2 separate regions of the Anas platyrhynchos genome follow, and region 2 is linked to region 1. Evidence: chromatin contacts called from public Hi-C data. All regions are on one chromosome and are shown on one strand. The core of a region is the stretch at or near the end of the contact, and the rest is flanking DNA. Distances in the headings are between cores, read along the strand shown. Region 1 holds the start of SCCPDH (saccharopine dehydrogenase (putative)). Region 2 has its middle 30 kb from the start of MEMO1.

Evidence for each region. Hi-C and Micro-C count contacts between places; a contact is called where the count stands out from the background.
Region 2: a Hi-C map of skeletal muscle shows a contact between it and region 1, with 2.0 times the contacts expected there. The contact joins the enhancer-like site here to the promoter of SCCPDH in region 1. A contact is called at or near these places in 3 of 8 Hi-C or Micro-C datasets (liver, skeletal muscle and subcutaneous adipose tissue).

The regions. Positions count from the first base shown.
Region 1 is chr3:31,690,468-31,695,363 of IASCAAS_PekinDuck_T2T, reverse strand. It overlaps SCCPDH (saccharopine dehydrogenase (putative)), which reads right to left and starts at 2,622. Exons shown (of 12, transcript XM_038176765.2): 1 at 2,317-2,622; 2 at 2,075-2,187; 3 at 1,498-1,578; 4 at 835-964. The coding sequence starts at 2,530. LOC140002127 (a long non-coding RNA gene) reads left to right here and starts at 4,444. Exons shown (of 3, transcript XR_011808148.1): 1 at 4,444-4,830.
Region 2 is chr3:31,858,769-31,863,374 of IASCAAS_PekinDuck_T2T, reverse strand. No RefSeq gene overlaps it. Among named protein-coding and RNA genes, the nearest start is that of MEMO1, 30 kb to the left of the region's middle. Within about 2 kb of position 2,489, at least 2 of the 8 cell types and tissues checked have an H3K27ac peak or open chromatin away from gene starts, as enhancers often do. A contact at or near this core is called in subcutaneous adipose tissue, where this site is marked.

The DNA of each region.
Region 1 (4,896 bases), core at 1,373-3,872:
ATCTGACATCAAATTATAAGCTTATGAACAACCAGATACTCATTTTCATGCCTCTCCTTCTCTCTCTCTAATCAGATCCTTTTATAGATTTAGTTTTATTAAACTGAAAGTTGATGACATGTTCCAATATCAAGCATGTAATAGCAATTTTAATAGAATATTAGAGGCAAAACATTTGGATTCTCTTACTGGCCCTTCCAGTTACAAAGTCAGAATTGATGAACAAAGTACCCTCGTGTGGGATTAGGATCAAGAACTCCTTGCAGAGAATTAAATCATTTTACATCTTTTCTCAAATATTTATATATTTATTTATATTTATATATTCTCTGAGTTACTGCCCAGCTGCTCTTGACATAAAAGGCACTGTAAGACACTACTGTCTGTACAACAGCTGCTCAGTACTGGAGGTGGAGAAACAAAACCTATGAAACCTGATCATCCACTGATTTGCAGTCCCTTCCCTACAGCCATCCTGTCCCCACTGTCTCTTCCGTACAATACTCTCACTGCACAAGAGAAGTATGCTGCAGCTTGCCCACGGATGCCCACACACTGGCTGAGCAGTCCACTTGCAACAAACAAACCTCTCAGTGAGCAGCATCACCTTGAATCTCACCTCTATCTGAACACCAATTTGCTTGAATCTAATGGAACGTGATTTAGATTTTCTTTTGCATCTGTCTACCAGATTTGGTTGAAATTAGTTAGCTGGTAAAGGCAGACAAAAAGACAAATTGAAGAAAGCTTGCCACAAGCATTTGTTTTAGGAAACCAGATGAAAAGCATAATCTGTGTGTCTTTTTCAGCATAAAGTCATGTTAAGAAAGTCACCTTTCAACTTGTCTCTGGTGTACAGTACTCCCATATCAGCTGGTATAGAGTCAAAGCCACAGCTTCCAATGACATACACTCCCTTCTCAGCGGCTTTTTCATTGTATTTCAGGTACATTCCTTCCAGAAACTAAAACACAATCAGAACAGATATTTTAGGCAGATACCATATTTGACAATATCCAGTATTGACCATCAGTGCTTTATTCTCAAATCACAGCAGCCTACATACTTCAAATTAGTTATATTTATATCATTATATACATTATATTTATTATATAAATTATTTATATACATCTTTAAGACAGATGTGCATCATTTGTCTTTTATGGTATGAAAATGTCACAGCAGTTGGGGAAAAAAAAAAAAAAAAAAGAAAAAGTGATCTATCCAAAATTCCTACCTGGAATCACAACTGAGACATAAAGAGAATTTAAAAATGTTGGATTTCCAGAAAGAACCTGGGGGGCTCTTGTCTAAGAGTGAGAAAACTATACAAATACTACACGTTGACACATCCTAAAGTTAATGCATCTTCAAACTGCACATCAGGAGGCAGAACTTGTCTGCACGTTCAAAAACGCTAGCAGAAACATAAAACTTCCTAACCAAATACTTTAAGAGAGCCTTAAGGTAAGGTAGCATTTTTCAGATGTCACGTACCTGGGGCTCTCCACTGATGTCAATGCAGCTCGCACCGTTTTCAACACAAGCTTTCACGACGGGCTCTCCAAAAAATCTATACTGTAGAAGGAAACAAACAGCACACGTAACAAAATAACCCCCCCACACAACTCACCCAACCTGCTTCATCTACTGTGTATCTACCAGATAAGGAAGCGCTTAATAGCTATTGATTTTTCGAAGTGGGGCAAATGCAATAGTCTTGCCTTCTGGGGGGAGGTTAGGGCCGGCGCAGCAGAGCAAACTTCATCACTGATAAAGGAGATTGCTGCACAAACCACTCCACCGTACCTCTCTCCAGAGATAAGATCGCCAAAGCTGGTTTAATATCTTCTTATCTCAATGTATGCTTTTTGCATTTGCACTACCTGCATATTCTCTGCTTAACTAACTCCGCAGGCCCTGCCATTATCTAACTTCCAGCTCGCGTACTTTGATCTGCTCTCAACGAGCCCGAACCATCGTCGGCCAGGGCCTCGGCACAGAGCTCCGCGGGGTTTCTCTTCCAAACCTTTTTAAAAAAAGGGGCGAGGAGACGCGGCGGGGGAGCACTCACCGGGCCCACGCAGTTGAGCACCAGCCGCGTCTGCCTCGCCATGGCGGCCAGCGAGCCCGGGTCGCCCACATCGCACAGCAGCACGCCGACCTCCGGCCCCAGCGCCGCCTTCCCTGCGCACCGGAGAGGCCGTCACCGCCGGCACCGCGGCCCCGGGACCCCCCCCGAGCCCCTCGGCTGCTCCCAGCGGAGGAGCCGCCGCCGCCCGCCCCCAGCCCCCGGCCCCAAGCCGCGGCGCGTACCCAGCCTCTCGGCCGCCTGCTCCAGCACCTCCTGCAGCTTGGTGCGGCTCCGCCCGGCCACGGCCCAGCGCAGGGCGCCGCGCAGCTCCCCGCTGCTGGCCGCCCGCGCCACCTCCTCCACCACGAACTGCCCGGTGAAGCCGCTGGCGCCGAACACCACCAGCTCGTACGGACGCTGCTCCCCCGCCCCGCCGCTGCTGCCGCCCGCCGCCATGTCGAGGGCAGCGCCCGAGCCCCAGCCCCAGCCGCCGCTCTGCGGGGCCGCTCCGCGCCTGGCAGCGGCCGGCACCGCCTGGCGCCGCCCCCGCCCCGCCCGCTGGGCGGCCGTTAGGGCCGGTACCCAACCCGCGCGGGCTGAGGGGGCGAGGGGCGTTCGGTGCCGTGGTGGCCCCCTCGGGGGTGGGGGGAGTGGAAGCGCAGCGGGGTGCGGCTGAGGAGGCTTAGGGACCAGCGGGTTAAGCAGAGATGGCTGTGGAGAGGCTGCTCTCTCCTTACCAGCATGGCACTGCTATGAGTGATCACTATCTGTCAGTTCAGGTCGCGAGGATGGACTAGGGGCTGCTACTAATCGAAAAGAAAACCTTAAATCCCCGCCAGTAAAATAAAATGCTCAGTTGTGGCGGCGGTGACCCTGCAGAAACGTGGTGAAAGGCAACACTGGCAACAGCCCAGCACAGCGAGCACAGCCAGATTTTCAGTGCTTCCCACGGCCAGGCTGCTTGCCTGCATCCCAGAGGCTCCCAGGCAGGGCTGCCATACCTGAACCACCACTGATGGATGCCTGTCGAGCCTGTTTTTAAACCTCTAGTGACAGCAGCTTTCACAACTCTCCTCAGGCAGTATCCTCTGGCACTGTCGTCCTTACTGCTGGAGACTCAAGGCTAGATTGCCACATGATGCAGGTTCAGCTCTGTACTCTTTCTCCTCTTCCTAGAGTACATTGACGAAAGATTGGGTTCCCAAGGAATATATAGGAAAACAAACGAACGAACAAACACCAACAACAACACCGCAAAGCTGGAAATTTTCTTGTATCTCTTCAGCGTTCACAAGACTAAAGAACACCAATTCTTTTTAATCGTTCCTCACAGGTCATTTCACACATCCATCTTTCCTGTAGTTTTCTGAATCTCCCCTAGCTGGTTTACATTTTTCTTGAAATTTGGGTCCACTGCTAAGTCTCATATTCACTTTACCAATGCTAAATCGATTGGAAAGGTTATGGGATGTGCCAGAATTGATCCCTGTCTCTACATGCCCAAACATCTGTCTTTTTTGTGGAAGTGTCCCACTGCTGATGCACATTCAGCTCATGATCTGTACTGCCTCACAGGCTCTTTCAGATCACCACTGCCTAGCCCATCTTCTCCCATCTCGGATGGGAAGATTGATATCCTTCCTGAACACATTTTAAACGTGCCATCTCCAGAGCCATGTGAGATCCTCACCTCCTAGCTCAACTCCTTGAGTTGTGCTGATGCAATTATTTGTAGGCCTACACTATCAGCTGTGTCAGTGAAACAACTCAGTAACAAAAAACAAAGAGTGGGGGAGGGAAGGACAAAGACAGGTTTTGTTCTTTTTTAATTTTGTTGATATGATTTACAGAGCAACCCTGCAAAACCAGTTCCTTGTGCTTGAGGTCACTGAACATCTCATTAGGCAAGCTGGTCTCTTACTACCATCTCATCCTTCCTACGCACCGGGATAGTTTCCAGCTGTGCTCATAATACTGTTGAGCTGTAAGGAGTGTGCACACTGCAGAGGGATTCTGACATAGTTTACAGGGCTGGCTGGGATCTTCCATGTGCTTTCTTCAGCCCTCTGCTCTGGAAGCTTGCCTTTACTGCTCTCTTGCCTTTTCTCCCTCATCCCTCTCCATCATCCCTTTTTTGATATCTCATCCCCTGTCACTTCCAGAAAGCAAAGCAATTTAAAAATTACTACTCGGACCAGACCACTTGTGAGGGATCAGGACAGCACAAGCTTTGTAGGCCGTACATATTTGATAAGGCCTGCATTGCATTGTTAGGCAATGGCTTGGCAAGCGCAGGCTTGTATGCAGTGCTGAGAATCCTCTCTCCTCCGAGGGACTGAAATTTTACACCAAATCAGGCAGACTTACCTTGTTTAGCAAGCTGCAACCCTCAAGATTTCATCTCTTATTTCAAGTCAGCTATATTTCTTTAAAACACGTCTACTGGAGCAAAATAATTCATGTAAATTGCAGCTTACACAAGCAAGAAATCAGACTTTTAGAGCTGTAGAGGGACACCTGAAAAACAACGAGAGAGACAACAAAACACAAGGCATTATTTTTTTTCTTACACAAAATATCATTATGACAGCTCAAACTCATTTTTTCTTGAGATGGATGTGCAGTTGGCAAGTGGAAGATTCCTCTGTTTGTAGTCATCTCCAGTTTCGCTCCAGCTCGCATGGGTAAAAAAAATAAAATACCCAAAGTCTCTAATCCAGTCTACAATCCTGCCCTTGGAACCGAAAAGTAGACAGGTAGGTTTCAAAACAGCAAACATCAAGGGAGGAATGTCAAGGTTCTGATTTTAGATGGAAGGCTTA
Region 2 (4,606 bases), core at 1,240-3,739, 170 kb before region 1:
CACATGCAGCCCCATGGTGCTTGGTACCATGCAGTTGGTGCCGGGTTGGTTGTCCTCCCCTGTTTCTCCCCCCCTCATTTAATGGATTTGTTCCCTCCCCCTGAAAAAAATTAAAATCCTCCCCTGCATGAAAGGAAGCTGTGCTTTCAAATGGCATCCTGTTATAATTTGCAGGTGTTAGTTGCCTGGGCTGAAGTCAGTGTGCTACCTAGCATCTGATCTGCTTTCAAAAAATTGCCTAAACTAATATGTTCATGGTGAAATAGCTGAAGTTGCTTGTCTAGTGACCTTTTGCCTTCCTACCTCTATGAGAAACTTTTTGAAGTTGAACCTGAATCTAGCTGATGAGAAGATCTCCTTTGTGATGAAACACTGAATTTCAGTGACCAGTTCAGTGCACCTCAAAGAGGAGAGGTCTTTTGGGTTTGGGTGTGCAGTGCAGCCAGGTAGTCACATGTCTAGGTTGGAAGAGACCTCCAAGATCATCGAGTCCAACCTCTGACCTAACACTAACAGTCCTCCACTAAACCATATCCCTAAGCTCTACATCTAAACGTCTTTTAAAGACCTCCAGGGATGGTGACTCCAACACTTCCCTGGGCAGCCTGTTCCAGTGCCTAACAACCCTTTCAGTAAAGAAGTTCTTCCTAAGATCCAACCTAAACCTACTGTGGTGCAACTTCAGCCCATTCCCCCTCATCCTGTCCCCAGGCACAGGGGAGAACAGGCCAACCCCCACCTCGCTACAGCCTCCTTTAAGGTACTTAGAGCAATAAGGTCACCCCTGAGCCTCCTCTTCTCCAGGCTGAACAAGCCCAGCTCCTTCAGCCGCTCCTCGTAGGACTTGTTCTCCTGACCCCTCACCAGCTTCATCGCCCTCCTCTGGACCCGCTCAAGCACCTCGATGTCCTTCTTGTAGCGAGGGGCCCAAAACTGAACACAGTACTCGAGGTGCGGCCTCACCAGAGCCGAGTACAGGGGGACGATCACCTCCCTAGCCCTGCTGGTCACACTGTTTCTGATACAAGCCAGGATGCCGTTGGCCTTCTTAGCCACCTGAGCACACTGCTGGCTCGTATTCAGCCAACTTTCAACCAATACTCCCAGGTCCTTTCTCTGCCTGGCAGCTTTCCAACCACTCATTCCTAGCCTGTAGTTCTGCTTGAGGTTGTTGCACCCCAGGTGCAGGACCCGGCACTAGTCAATAGATGGTTGCAAAACCTTGTGGCTTTGAATTGGTCTGCAGTGATGAGCTGGCTGTAATCTTTTTGTACTGCAAAATGTCATGCAAAATCTGTTACCTCTATTCTAACTCTTCAGAACTTTTTTCTTTCAAGGTTGTGGGGTTTTGGTGTCTTTTTTATTTTTTTTTTTCCTTATTTGATTTTATCCAATTCTGGGAACAATTTGTCTGTGCATACTGCAGACAGCTTCCAGATGCCTGGTGTCATTTGGGGTTATCTTATTCAAGTATGAGCTGTGAACTTAGTATTTGCTTCTTCCTGTCATTTCTGGGTGCCTGTTCAGTCCCTGATGCAAGGTTTGAGATCCCTCTCCTGTTCTACCTCAGGAATGAAAATGATACGGTGGTGATATTGCTAAATTCAGATGCAATTATCAGCTAGCTTGCTTGCTTTTTTTAGAGACTTTGATCTTTTTGAGGAGAGCAGAGAAAGATGAGGAGAACAGGCTTTGGTGGGAAGAAAATGGTTGCAGCTTGTCATTAATGTCAGCTGGTTCACTGTCCTGTGCAGCAGCTGGCATGCTGCAACATTGCCCCCCCTGCTGCAGTGGTGGGCAGTCTGTCACTGCTGCTTCAAAGAGAGGCAGCATTGGATTCAACAAATTGAAGCTCGAAGGTGAGAATCCTACATGGATACCTTCAAATTACAGGTAGGTAAAGGTGCCTGGGCCTTTGTGCAAAGGTGACTGATGGGCATCACCCTGCAACACCCGTTTCTAAGTTGATGGTGGCTGTGTGTGGTAGATTTGAGAGGAAAATAACCATTTCAGCCATTGCCATTGGTGGTAAATACGTACTCCCAACAAACAGTTCCATATGTGCTTTCCAAAGCTTGTGAAAGCAAAATTGCATAATTACTCTTTTCAAACAAATTAAAATCCCAATCTCACTTTCTGTATTTAAGTCCCCCTGCAAAACGACTCAGGGCCACAAATCCGTCAGCAATGCCAGCATTGCAGCTTCAGATTTCCCTGGTACAGTATCTGCTCTGCATATGGCAAAGACCCAAATGAAAAGAGAAATATAACAGTGTTAATATTAAGGGCGGGAGAGTTCCTATTTTAACTTTTCAGATCTTCTCTGTGGCAAATTGTAAAGCAACGACAAAACAGTGCTCTTGCATCAAGTCTCTGCTTGGGTAAAAAGTTCAGATTATTTTTTTCCTGCTGATCTGTGGGGCACATCCCTGGGGGCAGGTCCTGGGATGTGTTGGCTGATGCTCAACTGCTGACTCAATTACTTTCCATTTATCTCCAGAAATTGTTACAAAGGTTTGGACAGTGAGCCTCTAAGCTCAGCTGGGGTGAATTGCTGTTGAGTTCCTGTTTCTTTTTTAATGCTACATTTATTTTTTTTTTCTCCTTCATGATCACAATTGAAGGAGACAATCCTGTCAGTAAGGATTGGATGGCTGGGGAATGGATGGCTGGGAAATGCCAGCCGGTGTCACGATACATTCAAGGAGAAATGATGCTTTCTGCACTGGGAAAAATGTTCTCAGTTTGTGGGGCTGAGAGCTGACAGTACCGCTTTCACCCCGTTCTGGAATAAATGACCTTGGTTATTGCATATGAGCACCTAGTGCTGGCAGTGTTTAACATTTGTCCATCAGGAAAGTTACAGCGGGGACAGAGCAACACAACACACCACCTGTGTGTGTCTCATGCATTGCCAAGCCAATCTACTGTCCAAAACGCTGGGGTTGTATGGAAAAATTATTCCAGTAAAGTGGATAACATGGATTGCAGCAGACACAAATGTACTTTATGGAAACTTAAAGAGTATTTTTGTGTTCACTTAGAGAATGTGTGGATGTATACATGTAAACCAAAAAGACACATAAGCAGTTTTCTGCTGGGGGTAGGCATGACTCCAACCGTGCTCGCCTCCTGAGGAGGGCCTAGACAAGGCTGGGGGGGAGGCCGTGCCCCAGGAGCATGGGGCGTGGGTGGGTGCTCCACTGGCCAGGCCCAGGCCTTCTCTGCTAAGTGAAGGTGTCAGCAAGGCTTTCAAAATCCTGCCTTTGCTCGCTGTGTGACCTTCAGCACAAGTCTTAACCAAAGCCTGTTCTGCAGGCAGTGTCTTGTTAAAGGCCTACGGGGCCCAGGGCTGCTCCCATCACAGCACAGCCCTTGGGCACAACATGGGAGGTTGCTGCTGCCATGGCCTCTCCCGGCCCCCACCGCCCCTCTGGCCTGTGGGCTGCCTGCCCCCATGCCTCCTGGTGGGCTGTGCCCGAGGCTCAGTGTAAGGAAATGCTCATGGCACCAGTTCTGCCTCTGAGCAGCGTTATAGGAATTGGCAGTTCCAGGTGCATGCAAGAAATTGCGCCGCCATCACCTCACAGAGACCCAGCTGGAAGGAAGCAGCCCATTCTGATGAGCAGAATAACAGCCTTGCTTCTGCTGTTTGCTTAATGCAAGAGTGTGGGAGAAATCTCAAAAAAATAATAGCAAAAATATAATAGCGCTTGGCCTATGCTTGAGCACTTCAGTGATGTAACTGATGCTGACCACAAAGGGAAGGTTGAGTGCCCTGCACCTTTCTTGGAAGACAGTGAACGAATATTAAATTACATTAAATTTTACTTGGGGGAGGGGGCCCTGGTTAACACTAGGTGTCAGTGTCGTGCTTCTCTGGGCTTCCGTGTGTCTGGGGAAGAGTAGAGGCTTTTGGTGGAGAAATGTGCAATGTATGTCCTGACAGAAGTTTGCAGTACTTTTTGCCCTTGCTAGTCAGTAGCACTATATTATTTGTAAAACATCAGTGTTTCATTTTCTAGTTTATCCTAAACTTTCTGGCTACATCTAAAAGCTCATCTTCAAGCTGTCCTTTTACAATACTGTATTGAAAAAAAAAAAAAGGGAATAAAATGCCATTTGAGATCTTTACCTACTGAGTTACCTCTGTCCCAATCCACACTAAACATATGGCAACAGCATCCATGACATACAAATATTTTAATTGACAAAGCTCATAAATAATCATACAAAGTGCAGCAATGTTGCACCTCTGGTTGGGTGTCTGGCCATGGCCCCTCGTGTGTTTAGGGAGTCATGCACAACTGCTGTGGTTTGTCTGGTGTTTCAGAAGACTGCTCTTCAGTTAGGGGCCAGGTGGGAGTTTGCTAAAGGTTGGAGCTGCCCTCACCCTATGGGTTTGATGAGGAAACACAGAGGCTTCCTGTGAGCTCCAGCGCACGAGGCGGTATGGGCAAGTGGTTAGGGAAGCCATCTTGTCACCGCACGAGGCAGTGGCAGAGGTGTGATAGGTTTCATCAGTCTGAGCCCAAGCCCTGAACTGTGCCAGTCACAGATCGTGTGGGTGGGCTGCTGACAGCTCCCCCCGCTGCACAGAGCTGGG